Regions from separate parts of the Mus musculus genome. Here all the other regions are linked to region 3. Evidence: chromatin contacts called from public ChIA-PET, HiChIP or PLAC-seq and promoter capture Hi-C data. All regions are on one chromosome and are shown on one strand. Each heading gives the region's core, a stretch centred on a gene start, on an enhancer-like site or on the middle of the called end of the contact. The rest is flanking DNA. Distances are from core to core; before and after follow the strand shown.

The links. Promoter capture Hi-C pulls out the DNA fragments that hold promoters and counts their contacts. ChIA-PET counts read pairs in DNA pulled down with a chosen protein or histone mark. HiChIP or PLAC-seq counts read pairs in DNA pulled down with a chosen protein or histone mark.
Region 1: a contact with region 3 is called in a promoter capture Hi-C map of liver, with 3 times the contacts expected there. The contact joins the promoter of Hspb1 here to the promoter of Pom121 in region 3. A contact is called at or near these places in 1 of 39 promoter capture datasets (liver), 2 of 115 datasets of contacts at active chromatin or transcription factors (bone marrow-derived macrophages and embryonic limb bud) and 3 of 9 other capture datasets (adipose tissue, embryonic stem cells and liver).
Region 2: an H3K4me3 HiChIP or PLAC-seq map of bone marrow-derived macrophages shows a contact between it and region 3, with 3 times the contacts expected there. The contact joins the enhancer-like site here to the promoter of Pom121 in region 3. A contact is called at or near these places in 1 of 15 datasets of contacts at CTCF or cohesin (large pre-B cells), 7 of 484 Hi-C or Micro-C datasets (the G1E-ER4 cell line, bone marrow, bone marrow-derived macrophages and 3 more), 15 of 115 datasets of contacts at active chromatin or transcription factors (the SCID.adh cell line, bone marrow-derived macrophages, craniofacial prominence and 10 more) and 2 of 9 other capture datasets (embryonic stem cells and liver).
Region 4: a promoter capture Hi-C map of pre-B cells shows a contact between it and region 3, with 4 times the contacts expected there. The contact joins the promoter of Abhd11 here to the promoter of Pom121 in region 3. A contact is called at or near these places in 5 of 39 promoter capture datasets (the HPC-7 cell line, the SN4741 cell line, cranial neural crest and 2 more) and 1 of 115 datasets of contacts at active chromatin or transcription factors (memory CD8 T cells).
Region 5: a contact with region 3 is called in a FOXA1 HiChIP or PLAC-seq map of pancreatic cancer cells. The contact joins the promoter of Cldn3 here to the promoter of Pom121 in region 3. A contact is called at or near these places in 1 of 39 promoter capture datasets (cranial neural crest), 1 of 484 Hi-C or Micro-C datasets (embryonic stem cells) and 1 of 115 datasets of contacts at active chromatin or transcription factors (pancreatic cancer cells).
Region 6: a contact with region 3 is called in a promoter capture Hi-C map of erythroid cells, with 4 times the contacts expected there. The contact joins the promoter of Dnajc30 here to the promoter of Pom121 in region 3. A contact is called at or near these places in 4 of 39 promoter capture datasets (cranial neural crest, erythroid cells, liver and 1 more), 2 of 484 Hi-C or Micro-C datasets (B cells and CD4 T cells), 3 of 115 datasets of contacts at active chromatin or transcription factors (bone marrow-derived macrophages, extraembryonic endoderm stem cells and pancreatic cancer cells) and 2 of 9 other capture datasets (adipose tissue and pancreatic islet).
Region 7: a contact with region 3 is called in an RNA polymerase II ChIA-PET map of memory CD8 T cells, with 6 read pairs. The contact joins the promoter of Mettl27 here to the promoter of Pom121 in region 3. A contact is called at or near these places in 2 of 484 Hi-C or Micro-C datasets (both in CD4 T cells) and 1 of 115 datasets of contacts at active chromatin or transcription factors (memory CD8 T cells).

The regions. Positions count from the first base shown.
Region 1 is chr5:135,886,477-135,889,176 of GRCm38.p6, reverse strand. It overlaps Hspb1 (heat shock protein 1), which reads right to left and starts at 1,258. Exons shown (of 3, transcript NM_013560.2): 1 at 743-1,258; 2 at 65-128. The coding sequence starts at 1,118.
Region 2 is chr5:135,793,048-135,795,747 of GRCm38.p6, reverse strand. No RefSeq gene overlaps it. Among named protein-coding and RNA genes, the nearest start is that of Mdh2, 16 kb to the right of the region's middle. Within about 2 kb of position 1,252, at least 225 of the 459 cell types and tissues checked have an H3K27ac peak or open chromatin away from gene starts, as enhancers often do. A contact at or near this core is called in the G1E-ER4 cell line, the SCID.adh cell line, bone marrow-derived macrophages and 8 more, where this site is marked.
Region 3 is chr5:135,393,252-135,395,951 of GRCm38.p6, reverse strand. It overlaps Pom121 (nuclear pore membrane protein 121), which reads left to right and starts at 1,406. Exons shown (of 13, transcript NM_148932.2): 1 at 1,406-2,015. The coding sequence starts at 1,447.
Region 4 is chr5:135,008,032-135,010,731 of GRCm38.p6, reverse strand. Abhd11 (abhydrolase domain containing 11) reads right to left here and starts at 1,433. Exons shown (of 6, transcript NM_145215.2): 1 at 893-1,433; 2 at 615-750. The coding sequence starts at 1,020.
Region 5 is chr5:134,984,807-134,987,506 of GRCm38.p6, reverse strand. Cldn3 (claudin 3) reads right to left here and starts at 1,293. Exons shown (of 1, transcript NM_009902.4): 1 at 31-1,293. The coding sequence starts at 1,062. The coding sequence ends at 403. It overlaps Wbscr25 (Williams Beuren syndrome chromosome region 25 (human)), which reads left to right. Exons shown (of 5, transcript NR_026907.1): 5 at 1-74.
Region 6 is chr5:135,062,768-135,065,467 of GRCm38.p6, reverse strand. It overlaps Dnajc30 (DnaJ heat shock protein family (Hsp40) member C30), which reads right to left and starts at 1,262. Exons shown (of 1, transcript NM_025362.3): 1 at 103-1,262. The coding sequence starts at 1,217. The coding sequence ends at 558. It overlaps Bud23 (BUD23, rRNA methyltransferase and ribosome maturation factor), which reads left to right and starts at 509. Exons shown (of 13, transcript NM_025375.4): 1 at 509-944; 2 at 1,293-1,454; 3 at 1,547-1,584. The coding sequence starts at 1,407.
Region 7 is chr5:134,931,118-134,933,817 of GRCm38.p6, reverse strand. It overlaps Mettl27 (methyltransferase like 27), which reads right to left and starts at 1,445. Exons shown (of 6, transcript NM_024479.2): 1 at 1,408-1,445; 2 at 971-1,196; 3 at 217-345. The coding sequence starts at 1,093. It overlaps 9030607J07Rik (a long non-coding RNA gene), which reads left to right and starts at 1,147. Exons shown (of 3, transcript XR_868588.3): 1 at 1,147-1,238; 2 at 1,430-1,592; 3 at 2,188-2,700.

The DNA.
Region 1 (2,700 bases), core at 9-2,508, 490 kb before region 3:
CGCCCTGGGTCCGCTCCCCCTCCCCCCCACCTCCCCGCCCTCCATGCAAGGAATCAGAACTCACGTGTATTTCCGGGTGAAGCACCGAGAGATGTAGCCATGTTCGTCCTGCCTTTCTTCGTGCTTGCCTGTGGGTGGGGACAGAAGGTCAGAAGCAGCCCTCTGCTGTCCTAGCTAAGGAGTGGCTGGGACCCCCCAGGGAGGCAAACAAACCCGAGTGCGGCGGGGTGCCTGACTGTCTGGAATCTTAAAACTTTCCAGAAACTTCCCTTCTGAGATTTGGGATGCGAAGGGCTTGGCTCTGACCCAGACTTGGATACCAGGGTAGGTATACTCAAAGCCTCTGCGGCTGGGTCTAGGGACCCTGATCCTGCCGCTTGCTTATTTGGGAATGAGGTCTTCCAGAAGGTGTGTTGGGTCTTCCTTCATTTTGTTTCTGTGCTGCGGGTGGAACGCAAAGCCTCAAGGCCTCCCGGCAGGCCAGGCGAAGCTCTACCCTGAGCTACATCCCCAGCTGTTGGTCCATATCATCGAAGATGACAGAGCTTTTAAGAGCAACCTGCACCCCGCGTTCCGGGGCAAGAGAAGCAGGCAAAGGAGAATGATGCGGGCTCCGGGTCCCTAGGTTCATTTCTAACTTCTCAGGGTTCTATTCCTCAGGGTTTCAGCCCCCACCCTCAGCCCCCCAGCCACCACTCTCGCCTCGGCAGCTTCGTCCCCTCTGGGCACAAGGGAAACTCACCAGTGATCTCCACCACGCCTTCCTTGGTCTTCACTGTGAGCTCCTCCGGAGCGAAGTGGTTGACGTCCAGGGACACGCGCCAGCGATCAGCCGTCTGTCGGATCTCCGAGACCCCGCTGCTGAGCTGTCGGTTGAGCGCTCGGCTGAAGGCTGGTGCGGCCAGGGTCACCGCCGCGGGGCCCTCGGCGGTCGCGGCGGGCAGCGGGCGCACGTATCCGGGCCACCCAGCGGCGCTGAACCACTGCGACCACTCATCGGGCAACCGGGGCACCCCGAAAGCTTGATCGAAGAGGCGGCTGTGTGCAGGGTACCAGTCCCGGAATGGTTCCCAGCTCGGGCTCCGCAGCAGCGAGAAGGGCACGCGGCGCTCGGTCATGTTCTTGGCTGGTCAAGGCTGAGGATCTAGAAGCACTGGGCTGAGGATCCGAGAAGTGCCGGACTGGAGCCCCAGCGTGCTTTTATGTGTGCCCAGCCGGGTATTTTTAGCAGGCGGTGCTTCAGGTCTCTATTAATGGCAATGACCGTCTCAGGGGCCGCCCCTCGCCGCCCCTCCCCTCTGCATTCCTCCCCCTAAGCTTGCAAAGGGGGCGGGCAGGCGGGGCCAGGAAGGTTCTGCCCCCATCTGGAAACTTCTCTTGTTGAAGAAAACAAATGACGGCGTAATACCGGTAGCTGGAGCGATTCCCACTGTCGGGTTTAGGACACTGCTGGCTGAAGGGCGGTGGCCTGGGGCCAGCCCCATTTTTTATTGAGAATAACCAGGAGAGGTTAGGTCTTTTGTGTCGCAACTGGGAAGCAACTGAACCTGGTCTGAACCAGAAGGAGGCCCGTGGGAACACACATGTCATGGCACACCTGTGGAGGTCTCATGACACCGGCAAGATAGCTGTCTTCTATAGTGTATCTCCTGGGGAGCAAAGGCTTCGTGGCAGGCGCCTTAGTGTTCACTGAGTATCTTTCTGACCCAGAAACTGACTTTCTTTCTTCTTTCTCTCTTTCTCTCTCCTCTCTCCTCTCTCTCTCTCTCTCTCTCTCTCTCTCTCTCTCTCTCTGAAGTAGGATTTTTCTTTTTTTATTTTGATGCTTTTTTTTTGTTTTGTTTTGCTTTGCTTTTTTTTTTTTTTTTTTTTTTTTTTTTCTGAAGACAATGTTTCTCTGCATAGCCCTGGTTGTCCTGGAACTCACTTTGTAGACCAGGCTGGCCTCGAATTCAGAAACCCGCCTGCCTCTGCCTCCCAAGTGCTGGGATTAAAGGTGTGCATCACCACCGCTGGGCTATTTGATGCTTTTTTTTTTTTTTTTTTTTTTGGTTTTTCGAGACAGGGTTTCTCTGTATAGCCCTGGCTGTCCTGGAATTCACTTTGTAGACCAGGCTGGCCTCGAACTCAGAAATCCACCTGCCCGTGCCTCCGGAGTGCTGGGATTAAAGGCGTGCCCCACCACACCCGGCCGCTTTTTTTTTTTATTATATATATATATATATATATATATATATATATATATATATATATAATGTGTATCAGTGTTTTGCCTACATGAATGTCTGTGTGAGAGTGTTAGATCTTGAGTTACAGAGAGTATCAGAAATTGGAATGCCAGGTGGGTGCTAGAATTTGAACCTGGATACTTGTACTGGCTGGTTTAGTGTCAAATTGATACAAGCTGGAGTTATCACAGAGAAAGGAGCCTCCTTTGAGGAAATACCTCCATGAGATCCAGCTATAAGGCATTTTCTCAATTAGAGATCGGGGGGGGGGGGGCATTGTGGGTGGAGCCATTCTTGGGCTGGTAGTCTTGGTTCTATAAGAGAGCAAGCTGGGCCAGGTGGTGGTGGTGCACGACTTTAATCCCAGCACTTGGGAGGCAGAGGCAGGTGGGTTTCTGAGTTCGAGGCCAGCCTGGTCTACAGAGTGAGTTCCAGGACAGCCAGGGCTATACAGAGAAACACTGTCTAGAAA
Region 2 (2,700 bases), core at 3-2,502, 400 kb before region 3:
GCAGTGACCCCAGTTAGATGGCATAACAGAATGAAGAGGGTCAAGAGAGAATGTGATCTAGTCAACTGGCTAGGATCCCCTTGTGTTAGAGAAAAGGAGACAACAGTTCTCTCTCTCTCTCTCTCTCTCTCTCTCTCTCTCTCTCTCTCTCTCTCTCTCGGTCAGATTTGTCATTTTTATGTATATGTCTACCTGCACAGTCTTTTGTTTTGGTTTTTAAAATATTTATTTATTTGCTTTATGTACGAGTTCTCAGCTTTCAGACACACCAGAGGAGGGCATCGGATTCCATTACAGACGGTTGTGAGCCACCGTGTGGTTGCTGGGATTTGAACTCAGGACCTCTGGAAGAGCAACCAGTCATCTTAACCACTGAGCCATCTCTGAGTCCCCTACCTGTGCAGATTTATGTGCAGCACCTGAGTGCAGGAGTCCCCAGAGCCTGGAAGAGGCCGTTGGATCCTCTGGAACAGTCCACACCTGAGTGCTAGAAACTGGACTCAGGTCCTCCGGAAGAGCAATAAGCCTCTTACTGGGAGCTAACAATAGCCTTTTAAAGTAGGTTCAGGCGATCTATCCTGAGCCCAGAATACAGGCCCCAGGCCAGGTCTCTGGCCTCAGATGTCTGCAGAAACTGCAGGGCAGACCTGGGCCTGTCCCCACTCCTGTCCCCTAGGTAGCTTTCTTCTACACTGGGTTTGAATATCAGCCTCCTTTCTCCTTGGATATCAGCATTGTCCTTGTCCAGTGTCCAGAGCGTTGGAGGCAGGAAAAGCCCATAGACAGTCTGGCCACTCCCTCAAACCTACAGAGACTCAGAGCTTTGCTTTCCGACCTAGGGGCGTCTTTCCTTGGCCCTCCCTTTATTGTTTGCTCTTACTCTGGCGGCTGGCGACTGTCCCCTCCCTTCTGCCTGGATGAGACAAGACCAGACAGCACGGCTAGCCTGATTTGGCTCTGGAATGCTAATCTCACTCCCGAGTGACCTAGTCTGCCTGGAAACTATGCACAGCATCGGCCTCTCGCCCCCTCTTCTGGCCACAGAGGGAACTGCAGAGTCTGGGCCCGGAAGCCTGGACACCACAGCGAACTCACGAAAACTCACTAAATTGCTCTCCTTTTCATTTTCCAATGCGACCGTGGTTCCTTCCCCTGACCCCAGCAATCTTCTACAATCCATTTGTTCTCATTCGGGTCCCCCACTGCCTCGAAGCTGCTAAGGACTGCCTCTCATAATGGCTTGCATAATGAGCACATTAACACTCCAATCACCACCCTCGCCTTGCTTTGCTAGTCAGGAAACAGGAGGTGGTCAGGGAGGGAGTTAACTGGATGGACATTCTACAAGAACAGTACTAGCTTTTAGCTGCTAAGTCATCCCTCCAGCTCTTCCTGGTCTTCCACTGACCCCAGAGCTCCCTGATTGGCTAGCCTGGCTGGCCAGCAAGTGCCAGGAATCCTCCTGTCTCCGTTCTACCTCCAATTTCCTCAGTGCTGTGGTTACATGTGCATAATGCCACACCTGGCTTTTTCTGTGTGCTCTTCGTCTGTGTTTAAGTACTAGGTATTTCCCCCACTGAGCATCTCCCCAGTGGCGCTGAGAGGGAGTGGAAATGGGGCTGAGAAGTGAGTTGGCCCTTCCCAAGCTGCTTACAGCCACCCCGTTGACTCTCAGGCTCTCTGTTGTGTTCTTGCATCGTGGAGTGCCGGCCTTTGGCTAGGAGTCTCTTGGCACTTTCCCGGAATGTAGTCTAGAGCCCACTTCGCATGCAAAGAGGATCTTTCTCATTGGACTGAAGCAGCTTCAGTCTGTGGCCTAACACCAAATTGTGAAGTTATTTAAAACATCGAGTCATCTCCCTCTTTTGTTAGATTTATATTTGTGTGCACGTGTGTTCAGGTGTGTTTGTCTGTGTGTGCACTTGTGTGTGGAGGTCAGAGGTCAACTTCAGGTGTTCCTCAGAACATCCAGTCTGTCCATCTTGGTTTTGAGACAGTCTGTCTCATGGGCCTGCCACTCAGTGATGTGACCAGGTTGCCTGGCCAGTGAGTCCTGGGGGTTCAAACTCACGGCCTTGTGCTTATGAAGAACATGTCCTCTACCAGGGAACTGTCGACCTTATGCAATGTTTTCCTTACTAGATTGTGGGACTTTTGATGAGGAACCTTGTAGCTGGCAAGGCCTTAATCTCAGGCTCAGAAGTTTGGACACACTTGCTCCTTCGCTGCCTGAAATGCTAGCCCAGCACTCTCCTGTGTGAGCAGGCTGCCAAGGAAGACTGGAGATCCCTGCTCTGCCTAGACATCTGGGGGTGTCTTTTCTGGAGCCTTGGGGTCCCAGCCCTTCACCTTCATTTCTCCTGCTAGTTCTGAGACCAGAGCTGTCAGGCGAGACCTGACAGGCAGGAGCCAACACCAATGTGGCAGTGGGACCTGAGATCCCAGCGCTCAGAAGGATTTTTCACCTTAAGCGGGATTTTGTATTACCTTAAACATAGTGAGACTGTCAAAAAAGCATGTAGCCAGAGGACATAAAGGTCATTGCTTTCCTACTTTCACTCTTGCCATGGAGTTTTTGCTGGGTGGTATGTGTTTATGTGGTGATGCTTCGTGGCTGGTTTCTTTTCTCTTCCTCTTTAGGTTGAGACAATGTTTCTATATGTAGCCCTGGTTGTCCTGGAACTATGTAGACCAGGCTGG
Region 3 (2,700 bases), core at 157-2,656:
AGAAACTAAGAATGGCACTGAGCAGGACCACCCTGTTTCTTAACTATCACCAGTGCCCACTGTACTCACTGTCATTTACCAGTTCAGCTAGTTTTATTAACAATATGCATCGTCTCTAAACTCTAATCCCTGCCTCTCCCCGCTTCTCCCTCATCCATCTAGCCTTCCCTCCCCAAGTCTAGTCTTATCTTACTCTTGATTGTGGAGGAATAGCTCTCAGTCTATCATCCTCAAAAAAAGAAGAAACAAACAAAAGGAGGAACGGAGGGAAGGATGGAAAGGGGGGAAATATGGACTGGGAAGATGGTTCCATTGGTACAGGGCTTGCTGAGCAAGCTTGCTTGAGCACAGTAGGAGCCCCTGTAATCCCAAGCACTGAGGTAGGCACAAAAAGATTTTGGGTCTTTTTGGCCAGCCAGCCTAGCCAGGTTGGTGAGCTCTGGGTTTAGTGAGAGACCCTGTGTCAAAGAATAATGTGCAGTGTAATTGAGAAAGACTTGCTGGGCGGTGGTGGTGCACGCCTTTAATCCCAGCACTTGGGAGGCAGAGGCAGGTGGATTTCTGAGTTCCAGGCCAGCCTGGTCTACAGAGTGAGTTCCAGGACAGCCAGGTCTATACAGAGAAACCCTGTCTCGAGAAACAACAACAAAGAAAAGAAAAAAAGGAGATTGAAAGACACTTGCCGTTGACCCTCAACCTCCACGCAAGTGTAAGATGTGATGGTGTGAATGTAATCCCAGCATACATTCAAGCAAAACACACATTTTAAAAAATTATTTTGAGACAGGGTCTCACTGTGTTGCTCCAGCAGGCCTGGAACTGACCTCGCTGCGATAAACAGTGAGCCTCCACACAGGGCCTGATTGGCCTTTTCCAATACAGGGTCTGACTGATCGGGTTTTATTTTGTTTTAGACGGGGAGGGTCTCACTAAGTAGCCCAGGTTGACTTAGAACTCGGGATCCTCCTGCCTTCACCTCCCAAATGCCGGGATTACAGGCGCGTGCCACCCATCTCCGTTCTGTGCCTTGATTTCTAACATCACTCCTCTGCAGTCCAGGAGCGTCAGGGAAACCTCCAGCGTCAAAAACCGGGCTGTACTTTTCTTCTTTTCTTTCTTTCTTTTTTTTTTTTTTTAAGTTTTGCTGTTTTGAGACAGGCTTTATGTCTCCATGTCGCGCTGGAACTGTCTTTGTGAACCAGGCTGGACTCAAACTCACGGAACTCCTCTTGCCTCCGCCTCCCGCGTTCTGAGAGGCAAGGCGTGCACCGATCCGCCTACCTAAGCTGTAATTTTTCAAACTAGGGCTCTCGCGCCGTGCTCCGCACGCGGCGGCGGTTTCCCCTTTCCACCCGGCGCGCCGCGTCGACGACAGTGACGTCGGCGGCGGCGCGCGGCGCGGTGTACCCTGGGATATTTAAGTCCGCTCCGCGGCGCGGAGCCGCGATGTCTCCGGCGGCTGCGGCGGCTGACGGAGGCGAGCGGCGGCGGCCCCCGTTGGGCGGACGGGAAGGCCGGAGCCGGGCCCGCGGCTACGGAGGACCGGCGGGTGCTGCGGCCCTCGGCCTAGCGCTGCTCGGCCTCGCGCTCTACCTGGTGCCCGCGGCGGCCGCGCTGGCCTGGCTGGCCGTGGGGGCGAGCGCGGCCTGGTGGGGCCTGAGCCGAGAACCCCGCGGCCCGAGGGCCCTGTCGTCCTTCGTGCGCGACGCGCGCCGTCACCCGCGGCCAGCTCTCACCGCTTCACCGCCTCCGGCCAAGTCACCAGTCAACGGTAGCCTCTGCGAACCCCGCAGCCCGCTGGGAGGCCCCGACCCGGCTGAGCTCTTACTCATGGGCAGCTACCTGGGCAAGCCCGGCCCGCCCGAGCCTGCCCTCCGGCAGGACCCAAGGGAGAGGCCGGGGCGCCGCCCACCCGCACGCTCCCCGCCTCCGGCCTCGGCGGTCCAGCGAGTCCACCACGTCTACCCCGCGCTCCCCACCCCGCTTTTGCGACCCTCCCGGAGGCCGCCCCACCGGTAAGCCCCGGCGATCTTCCCAGGGTGGGGTCTCTGCGGCCGCGGATTTGACGTAGGGCTCAACCTGTAAATCGGATTTAACTCACCTCCCCTTTTTCTTTTCTTTGCCTTTTCCCTTTCTTTTTATCTCTACGCCCTTCCCTCCCTTTTCCCATTACTCTCTTTTCTCTTTATTTTTTTTCTTTTTCTTTTTTTTTTTTTTTAAGAGAGGGTATTTGATGGCATAGGCTGTCTAATCTCAACCCCGTTCTTTGGCTGAGCCTGTCCTTGAACTCATCCTCCTGCCTCGTCTTCTGAGCGAGTTCACTGATAGGATTACAGGTTTGCACCAGGTTGTATGCTGTGCTGGGATAGAACCCACAGCTTCAGTCATAGCAGGCAAGCTTGCCCTCTACCTATTCCCCAGCCTTTGGGTTTTTGTTCCCCCCCCCCCCCCCCCCGGAGACAGGATCTCATGTATCTGAGCTGTCCCTTGAACTCATGAGGGTGACTTTGGATTGCTGACCCTCCTGCCTTCACCTACTAAATGCTGGGATTACCGGTGTGCTCCACTACACTCAACCCGGATTCTGGATAAAAGCATTTTTTTCTTTTTAAATTGCATATTCACAGGGAGATGAGAGGATAGCTTGCTGGAGTCCTTTTTCTCTTTCCACGTGAATTTGAGGTTGATCTTGGGTCTCCA
Region 4 (2,700 bases), core at 184-2,683, 390 kb after region 3:
CGCATGCGCACGTGCAGAGGTTAATATTGAGCAACTTCCTTAGTTGCTTTATTATATACACACATGTATGCATGTGCGCAAGTTATATCTTCGCAAGCACGTGCCATGGTGTACATGTGGAGATCAAATGAGAACTTCAGGTGCCAAGGAGAGAGGGCATGCAGACCAAAGGAGGATCAGAGTAGTCAGGGAGCAAATGGCTTAAATGGCTGGGTTAACAGGAAAGAGACGCTGGGGGACGGGAAGCCTCTGGACTGGAAAGGTTTATAGTAAGGGGTCGGGGGTAACAAGAGCAGAGAGCTGCCACTCGTACTGAGTAAGCCAGGAGGCTAGAGTGTGCTTTGGCATGCTAGTAGGTGCCACAAAATTGTCCCAAGTTTCTTTGGGACCTGACAAAGAGACCTGTTATGTCTCAGTAACATAAATGGACTAACTGTGGGGCATCTTACAGGACCAGGCCTCTTCATAGATGTTTTACGGTTTACTGGGCACTGAAACTTTCCATTTTCAGGTCACCAAGAGCCCAGACCTGAGTGATTGAAACTAGGTCCACTGCCCTCAGCCTTACCCCTTAGCCCCCGCCCACCCATGCACCGCCCCATCCGGAAGCTCACCCTCCGGCCAGTCCTCTGAACCATTGCCTTGGCGAGGGAGTTGAAGTTGGTTTTGCTGCCGAAGAGCCCATGCAAAAAGACGATGGCTGGGAGTGTCGCGTCTCCATCTAGAAGATTATAAGACAGCGGCAGCGGCCTGGAAGGTGGGGGCCACCATGGAGTAAGGGGGAGGAGAGAGTGAAAGAAAAAAGGGGCGAGGCCAAAGGAGAGGCGGGGCCAGCTAAGCCGCGTGCGAAGTGGACCAGTGGAGAACAACCCTCCCAGTGCCCTTGGCTGACCTCAGATCGGCGTTTTCTTGGCCACTACTGCGGCTGCTACAGAACGTGACAGGAACCGCCAAACGCCTGGGAGAGGAGGCACCGAGTACCCCACGGGGGACCCTCCACGCTCGCGCCCAGCGGAGCATGCCCACAGCCCGCAAAGTGTGCTTCCTAGGGCTGTCCTGCGCACGCTCCGCCTTTCAGAGCCCTGTCTATTCCAACTAGGGCTCCGCCTTTTCCCCCGCCCCCCCCCCATCGAGGCGCCACTTTAGGCCACGTGGTCTAATGTATTCCCGGAGTCAGTTCAGCCCCCTCCCAAAGCAGAAGCTTCTTGGACGCAGCCGCTAGACGACCCCAGCCCTTGCACGTTACACATTTCCTGCAGCCACTTTGAGCCTGGTCTGTAGGACTAGCTGGCTTGGTAACAGGCTGGGCGTAGCCATACAGCGCTAGCCCTGCCCCCTTGCGCCACTACGCAATTCCTACAGACGCTGTGAGCCGCTTAGAGACCAGTTCCCGACCAGGACCAGGGAAGCGCTACGTGGGACTGGTCCCTCCTCTGGGACAATATACAATCCCCTTTAGATCTGTGAGCCCCTGCCACGCCCTGGACGGGGTCACCAACTGGCTTGTTCTTCGCACCGTCACTCAACCGTCGTAGCCACTGCCAGGCACCCGGACGTAGGCTTCTTAGCCACACCTTGCGGAGCCACCGGGGACTCTGGGACCGCCTCCTGCATCATTACGTAATTCCCACTTTGCATGCATCTGCGAGTTCAGTTCCTTGGCCACGCCCTATCGTAGGCGGGGCTGTAAGAGGCCCTTGCACGGTTTCGCAACATTTTAAACTGCTCTAGCTCCCGGAATTGGACTCCTTGACCACGCCTTGGGCGGAGCTACCCGATTGTGGCACCGGCTTTTGCGCCATTACGTAATCCTGCCGGGTTCTGTGCACACTTCCCTGAACCCCTTGACAACGTCGTAGGCCACGCCTCTTCTTTTAAGAGCTTCTTAGTCTTCTAGTGTTTCCCTACTGGCGATCAGAGGTCCTCAGTTCGAGGCGCAAGTGTGGGGCGTGTCCCTAGCAAACTGAGAAGTCCTTTCTCGGCTGGCGAGCGGACCCCACCTGGCCTGCTCCTCTGTCCTCAGGCACCGCCCTGGGTGGGTACCATGCTCTCTGTGCCTCCGGCATGGTCAGGAGGCGCCAGGAGTGATTCTTGTTCCAGCTCCCGCCAGCTCTCTGGCGCCTTGCTCCGTAGTTGGGAGCCCTGTCAGGCTCCCCAGAGCACGAGTGCTTTGTCTCTCTGTCTCCTCACAGGAAACACCTAGGAGGAAGGGGCTTTCGCTCGATCTCCTCACTTAATCGATTAACTGAGGTGCAGAAAGGGCAAAGGATTGGGCCAACAGGCAGAACCAGAGTCTTAGTCCAGTCTTCCGTTCCTGGTCCAGGTCAATTTGAAAAACCAGGATTAAACCCTTAGCCAGGGATTTGTACTGTAGTTACCTGCACTGAATAGAGATGGCTCCGGGCCAGGTGTAGTGGCTACAATTTTAATCCCACACATTGGTGGCAGAGGCAAGCGGTTCTCTATGAGTTCAAGGCCAGCCTTGTATATAAGAGTCCAAGAACATCTAGAAATGCATAGAAAAACTCTGTCTCAAAAAAGAAAAAAGGAAGGAAGAAAGAGCCCTCATTAACAACCCGCCATTAGCAGAGAGTGGCAACCCTCTGCCCAGACTGCACCGCATTCTGCACCCATTTCCCCCAGAAAGCCTGCCCCCTGCTGTCTCCCCTCATAGTCTAGGGAAAGTCCCCGCAGCCCTCT
Region 5 (2,700 bases), core at 44-2,543, 410 kb after region 3:
CGGTGGCGTTCAGGATAAGGAAGCTCCAGCGACTGCAAAAAACGAAAGACTTTTATTGAAAAATATGAAATGGCCCGTTTCATGGTTTGCCTGTCTCTGCCCACTGTGAGCTTCTGCGGGGCTGGCAAGTAGCTGCAGTGGCCACCCCAGCCCAGTTCTTGGGAAGGGCGAGGTTTCTTTGTCCATTCGGCTTGGACAGTTCCTAGGCCCGGTAGTCAGGTGGCAGCCGGAGAAGGGGAGATGCCAGCCTGTCTGTCCTCTTCCAGCCTAGCAAGCAGACTGTGTGTCGTCTGTCACCATCTGGAAGGTGGGGTGGTCTCAGACGCGAGGCTGCACGCTGGACGGGTGGGGTTCATCGACTGCTGGTAGTGGTGACGGTACGGTCTGCGTGCACCCGGCCCCTCAGACGTAGTCCTTGCGGTCGTAGGCGGTGCCGGTACCGGTGCCAGGGCCGGTGGATCGCGGCGCAGAATAGAGGATCTTGGTGGGTGCATACTTGTCGCGCGGTGGGCAGGAGCAACACAGCAAGGCGCCCCCTAGCAACTGCAGCGCGGCGGCAGCCCAGCCCACGTACAACCCAGCTCCCATCTCCCGCTTCTGGGCCTCGGGCACCAACGGGTTATAGAAATCCCTGATGATGGTGTTGGCCGACCAGGACACCGGTACTAAGGTGAGCAGAGCCGCCAACAGGAAAAGCACTCCCGCCACGATGGTGATCTTGGCCTTGGCCGTCTCGTCTTGTACGCAGTTGGTACACTGGGCGCCCACGAGCGCCACGAGGAGCCCGAAGGCGGCCAGCAGGATGGACACCACGATGAGGGCTCGGGCGGCCTGCAGGTCCTGCGGCAGGGCCAGCAGCGAGTCGTACATTTTGCACTGCATCTGACCGGTGCTCTGCACCACGCAGTTCATCCACAGGCCCTCCCAGGTGATCTGCGCCGTGATGATGCTGCTGCCGATGAAGGCCGAAACGCGCCACATGGGAAGGGCGCAGCACACGATGGTGCACAGCCAGCCCAGCACGGCCAGCGACGTGCCGGTGATCTCCAGGCCCATGGACATGGCTGCTGGACTTGAACCGGCTCGGCCGGGCAGCTCAGGGGACTGGGAGACCAGGGATCGCGGCCGCTGGACCTGGGAATCAACTGCCCTTCGAAAACTGACGGACGTCTGTCGCCGGGAACGACGGGTGGGTGGCAAAGGACGGAGCGCGCTTAACGGCTCCTCTCCTGGGGCTCGCACAGAGACTGCCCCTGCACCTGCCTGTGGCTTTGGAGACTGGCTTCTGAGACTGGGTTGGCTCTGGGATGGGGTGGGTTGGACTTAGCTTGGTGCCTAGAGGAGGAGGGTGGAGCTCGCTCTTCTGGCCCAGGGGACAGTGACGTGTGTCCCGTCCAGTCCGGTCCGTCCTCCCCAACCCCCTTCACCATAGGAGAAAGGATTTGGCTAGAACCTCAATGCTGAAGTGTATGTGTTGTGTGTGGCGGGGGTGGGGGTGGGGTGGGAGAGTGTGTATCGAAGGAGGGCGGGGTCGTCTAAGCTCCCTCCCTTCCCAACCTCCCCAAGCTCCTTAAGCATAACGAATTCTCTAGAGCTATACAGAGTGGGAGGGGCGCTTCAAGGATTTGAAGTGCAAATCACCAATTGTAAACTGCTTGACTCTCTTGTCCCCCACCTCCGTCTTCTTTAGCGCGGGAGGCGTAGGATGGAGGCGCGGCCAATTCCTCTGGACAACCCGGACTGGGAGGACCTAGGTGGGGGCGTGGCTGAGGCTGTTTGTCGCCGTAGGTGGATGGAATTGTAGCACCTGCTCCAAGTCCCTCAGGCTTTGACACAAGCACTCTGGCCTTGTCCAAGTGCAACCTGATATACAGAACTCTGAAACCAGGGACAACGACCACCTGCAGAGCCCACTCTGCACCTCAGGGACCGGTGTTGAGTTCAAATTCTTGTCCAGCACCCTCATGTGACCTGGGCTGGTGGCAAGCCTACATGGCTTAGCTCAAATGCCCGCCCACCTAGAAGCTGCTTTCCCCCACGGAGGTTCTCTAGATGGAGTCTTGTTTTCTTTCCTTTGGGGGTGGGGGCGGGGCAGAGTGAGTACCAGGGTGAGTGAACAGTGGGAAAGAGATTTGATACACATGAGAAAAAAAAAAGACGTCTAGCCAGGTGTGTTGGCTCCTGCCTGAGGCTGAGGCAAGCAGACAGCTGTGAGTTCAAGGCCAGATACAGCGAAACTGTGTCTCACAACTCCTGTGCAGAAGCCCTGTGCAGCATGCCATGCCTGTAGTCCCAGAGCTTGGGAAAGTGGAGGCAGGCAGGAGTTCAAGACCATCTTGGCGACACGGAGAATTCAAAGCCAGATGGGCTACATGAGACCCTGGCTCAAACAAGCTACAAAGTAACACCAAAAAAGCCCCCAAAACACCAATTCCTTTTGCCTCCGGACACTGACTCCCCTGCCGCACACCTTGGGGTGGCGCATGCTCCGACTTCTCCCGTTGCCTCTTCCCTTCACCTCAGCTAGGATACAGCTCTTTTGGTTTAGTTTCCTATACATCCTCTTCGAGGACCCGTGCTTGGGGTCCTTTCTCCATGAGACACTCCTACAGCTCTCCGCATAGCTCACTGACCTCGCTTCATAGTTTCAGAGGCTGGAGATGGAGCTCAGTGGCTAGAGTGCTTGGCCAGCCTGCACGA
Region 6 (2,700 bases), core at 13-2,512, 330 kb after region 3:
TGTTGCTAGCATTCTCTCACAGAGCTACATCCCCAGCGTCTGCTGGATCTTTGATCAAGTCTCACCTGTGGCTTGGGGTAACACAGAAAAACAAATTTCACTCGAGTCCCCAAGAATTAAATCTTTTTGGCATCGGACAACCAGTCGTATTGCACAGTTCAGCAGTTACAGGGGAAACACCACCTATTATACAGACATGTGGCAGGGGACAGGGCAAATCTTGCTCAGGGCTTCTGGTTAAAACCGCAGCAAGTGTTCTGGGAGTTGGCAACTGAAGGTAACTTCTAGAAATGAACAGGCACCCAGGGGACTCTGGAAAGCACTTAAATTTCTGGTCTTCACAGGAATCTTTATCCGGGGGCCTCTTTCTTGGCCACTGAAAAGCGTCTTTTTCTGGACCAAAGGAGAGGGATGTGTTGATCACTGGCCAGGCTGGAGGGTGTGAGGAGGGTCAAGAGAACACCACTAGAGGAAGTCAAGTCAATCGCAGACCAATGGTTCAAAGGTCTAGAAAGGAAGGTTGCTTGGGCTGGATCCCTTCCCCTCCTTTTCTCCGATTAAATACGAAAGCCAACAAAGACGAAGATAAGGAAAAGGACGACAAAGAAAGTGGCGTCTCGTGTATCGTCCCAGCTGGTCCCCTTGTTGGCCTGGTTCTCCTGCTTTTTGCGAAGGGCTTCCCTCCGGGCGCGCAAACGCCGTTCTCTCTCTAGCTGCTCTCCGTAGTGCGCCTGGTAGAAGGCGTCAAAGTCGAACATGGTGCGACCGTCGCCGGGAGAAGCCCTAGAGCCACCGGGAGCCCGAGGGGTGTAGGGAGGAGGGCGAGGAGGAGCGGGATCGGCCACGGGCGTCTTAGAGGGCTTGACGCCAGGTCCGCGCAGGTCCTGGTCGCTGAGCAAACCTCGGTCATACTTGCGCCGGAGGATGGTGCTGCCCAAGACCAGGTAAGCTTCGGAGACGCGCGTGAAGCGCTCGGCGGCCTCGGCGCTCCCGGGGTTGCGATCCGGATGGTAGAGGAAGCTCTGCCGGTAGTACGCCGCTTTGATCTGTGCTTGCGTGGCCGTGGAGGGGACGCCCAGCAGCTCATAGAGGGCGGTGCGGGAGTAAGTCCTCCCTCGCGAGCACAAACCCGTGGCGGAACTCGGAGGCAACCCCCGGACCTGCCACCATCTCCATAGCGGTGACAGGGTCCACCCCAGGCAGCGCGCGGCCGCCATGTTGTGGCTGGGAGGGGGCGGCGCCGAGGCAGCCAATGGAGGCCTCGAATCCTGAGCGGCGTCCCCACCTTCTAGCCAATCAAATAAAAGGAAAGGCGGGGGAAAAGGTCCGCCTGAGGCGGGCGCAGATTGATGACGTCAAAGCGTCGCGCTAGTGCTCGCCGGTCCCAGCGTTGCCATACCATCGAGATGGCATCTCGTAGCCGGAGACCCGAACACAGCGGACCGCCGGAGCTGGTGAGAGCCCCGCCAGGTCTTGGTCTTTTTCTAGAATGACTGCTTTTGGATTCTTCCCTTAAAACTCCCATGTGTTTTTCTCTTCTCAACAGTTTTATGACCAGAATGAAGCCCGGAAATACGTTCGCAAGTGAGGAGAGCATGGCTGTTGAGCGGCATCGCGGGGGTCGGGATCGGCGAGTCGCCCCGATTATGGGCGTCCCTTGGAAAGCATGTAGAATTTGGGAGTGTGTGTGAGTGTGTGTGTGTGTGTGTGTGTGTGTGTGTGTGTGTGGGTCTGCGTACATGCAGTTCTGCCACCGGTAAAGGGAACTTGAAGCCATTGAGCTCCTGGAAAGATCTTGCTACCTCAGTGTGGGTATATTCATCTCCAGTTTACCCTGGGTCGTTTGACAATGTGTTTTAAATATGTGGTAAAGTAAGCAATAGTTAGAAGATATGATAAGGTACTGTCATACTGCATAAGTGGTCTGTCACTGAGCGATACTTCCTGCCCCTCGCTTGGGGATTCTAAGTAGACATTTTACTTTTGAGGCACACCCCTAGCCATTCACTGGATGATTCTGAAAAGCACTCTACCATTAGGCTACACCCCCGGAAGGAATCAGTACTATTAGAGAGAGGACATACTCATTGTGGGTTTATTGTGATCTTTATTTAAATGCATGATTGCACTGAGTTGTCATGTCAACCATTGACATAAATAATATCTGAATCCTCTACATGGTAGCTTATTTGGTTTTGTTTGTTTGTTTGAAACCTGGTCTCATATTGCCCAGAGTATTCTTGAACTTGCTATGTAGTGGAGGTGATTGAATTCCAGACCCTCTTGTCTCTACCTTACTAGTGGTAAAATTGCAGACATGGTCCCGCACGTATGGCTGTATGGAACACTCTTCTGTGGGGCTGTTTACCTTGATTTTTGGGAAGACCAGGTGTGGCCATTCTCTGTTCAGTATGGCAGTCAGTAGCTAGCTATTAAAACTGTAAGTCAAAATGGCCTAATGTGAAGAAATGAGCACACATACACACAACACACACACACACACACAACACATTCACAATTTTATACTGATTATGTACTGAAATGTCATTTTGAGTATATTGGCCTAAAAGTCATTCTTTAGTAACTCTAGAGTTAAGTAAGTTGATTATAGTTTATTTTGCTAATTTTTTTGAGATATGGCCACATTATCATATAAGGCTGGCCTTCTGCCGTCTGCATATGGGGATTCCAGACATGCAC
Region 7 (2,700 bases), core at 196-2,695, 460 kb after region 3:
TAGAGCACCTGTCTAGAATCCCCCAGGGAGGGGCTGGGGGCGTGGCTCTGTGGTAGAGCCCCTGCCTAGAATCCCCCAGGGAGGGGCTGGGAACATGGCTCTGTGGTAGAGCTCCTGCCTAGAATTTACTAGGCAGGGTCTCAGGACTAATTGAGCAGTAGCATGTAGGAGGTCCTGGGTGCTGAAGGGAAGGCAGGGTGGTGTATCAGATCTTACCTCCACAGCTACCAGGCCAGTGCCACAGGCCACATCGAGGATCAGGGCATCATGGGGTGAGCCCCGAAAGGCTCGACTGAGACAATCCACAGCAAGGCGTGGGGCTCGGTACTTCAAAGCAGCCACATCCTGAGGAGATAGCACTTAGCCCAACATAGTGTTTAGACGACTCACCTTGTGGGGTGCCCAAGTTCTGCCAGTTTGAGCTTGTGTGTTTTAGAGTTCAGATCCTCCTAGGACCCCAGTAACAGAAGACCCGAGCTTGAGGTGTCTTACTTTTTTTTCGAGACAGGGTTTCTCTGTATAGCCCTGGCTGTCCTGGAACTCACTTTGTATACCAGGCTGGCCTCGAACTCAGAAATCCGCCTGCCTCTGCCTTCCGAGTGCTAGGATTAAAGGCATGCGCCACCACTCCCGGCTTTGAGGTGTCTTACTGTCAAGGGACCCCACACTAGTGGGGATCAAGCTGGCTGGCTACTGGCTGTGGCAGCTCTTAGCTGGTCTGTCTATACCGAATGATGTCTCAATAGCGCCTCCTGCAGGCTCTCTCCTCGTGTTTGTTGCAGGATTAATTAGGGGTTGCTTACAGGTCAGCCGGGGTGGGTGGGGGTGGGGTGGGTGCAGGTCTCTAAGGAGCACATCTCCCAGGTCTCTTTTCAGCTCCAAGTTTCCCTGAGATGCATGGGTACTATTTTAGCTTTGCTTATAAAAACAGAATCTGAGCCACAAAAGTCGAGGACCCACGTGCTTTCACCTGGTCATACTCCGGAGCCCAGTCGTCATAGAAGCGGAGCTTGCAGGCCAGGTCGGTGATACCGTGGGAGGTTCCGACCCGGGCCAGTACTTGGGGCAGCCGCCCAGCCTCCTCCTGAGTCATTCTCCTGCGGGGGCAGAGTCCACCCAGTGATGAGGTCCTCCACAGTCTTCCGTCCTCCCTCACCCGGCGGAGGAGGTTATCAGTGCTCCAACGCGGTCCCAAGCTACAAACAAGACCTTGAGTGGGAGATGGCAGGAGCTGACCTGTACGCCGAGGCGCTGTTTGTATGGGGAGGGGCTCATAGAGCGGGGGCACTCCCGCGCAGGGAGGGAGGACTACGCCTCAGCCCATCATTCCCGGAGGTGGATCGGGGGCGCGGGTGGGGTTCTTCCTCACCACAAGGGTCTCCAAGAAGGTACAGGCTCAGAACTCACCGCGCGGAACCCCCTTCTCCAGGCAGACCCGAGGGAAGTGGAGGGGCGTGTCTGAGAGCCTGGCCCCGCCTCCAGCACCGCGACGATTGGGTTTCCGTGAGATAAAACAGCCAATCCGAGAAAGAAATGACAGACTACCCTCCCTGAGCCAATGAGCGTATTGCGTGAGAAGATCTCAAACTCACGTGAGGATTTGTTTTTGTTTTTTCACAAATAAAAAAGTTTCTCTCCCTGCCTCGCTTCCTCCCTCGCTCCCTTCCTCCCTCTCTTTTTTCCTTCCTTCCTTCCTTCCTCCCTCCCTCCCTCCCTCCCTCCCTCCCTCCCTCCCTCTTTCTTTCTTTCTTTCTTTCTTTCTTTCTTTCTTTCTTTCTTTCTTTCTTTCTTCTTCCTTCCTCTCTTTCTTTCTTTCTTTCTTTCTTTCTTTCTTTCTTTCTTTCTTTCTTTCTTTCTAAGGTCTTGCTATGGAGCCCAGGGTGACTTGGAACTCCTTATATAGACCAGGTGGACCTCTGCCTCCCAGGAACTGGGATTTAAGCGTTGTGCCATTGCTCCTGGGTACAGTATTTAAAAAACAAACAAACCCGAAAACAACAAAAAAACCAATTTATTTGGGGGGGGGGGCAGATGGTGTGTAGCAGCCAGAGAGCCATTTTTTGATTCCTCCTCCTACCATGGGACTTCCAGGCATGGGACTCAGATTCTCAAGCTTGGCAGCAAGTGCTTTGATCTGCTCAGCCATCTCACTGATCCCCGTTTTTTAGTATTTGTATGGTTTCTTAGGGTCTGAAAATCCAAAACAACCCATGCAGACACAAGAGTCCACGCAAAGCAAGAACTTTGTTTGAGTCAGGCGCAGAAACTGACCAGACAGGGACAACAGCACCGACTTGGGAGCAGACTGCGTCTTCCAATGTTCATCTTAGTAGTTAAACAGCTGGTAAAACTTTATTGTGCTCAGACCGCTGCTGATCGATCAGGACCGAAGAACAGACCTGGAAGTTGGACTTCCCCTCAGAGCCGGAATGGTACAGAGGTTTTAAGCTCGAAAGCCACAAATATCTGCCCCTATATGCAGTCACAACTCAGAATCATTTATTCGTTCATAATTAGAAACAATCATTATGTTTTGGGGAACAAAAAAAAAAAAAGCCGGGCGGTGGTGGCGCACGCCTTTAATCCCAGCACTTGGGAGACAGAGGCAGGCAGATTTCTGAGTTCGAGGCCAGCCTGGTCTACAAAGTGAGTTCCAGGACAGCCTGGAACTCAGAGAAACCCTGTCTCAAAAAAAAAAAC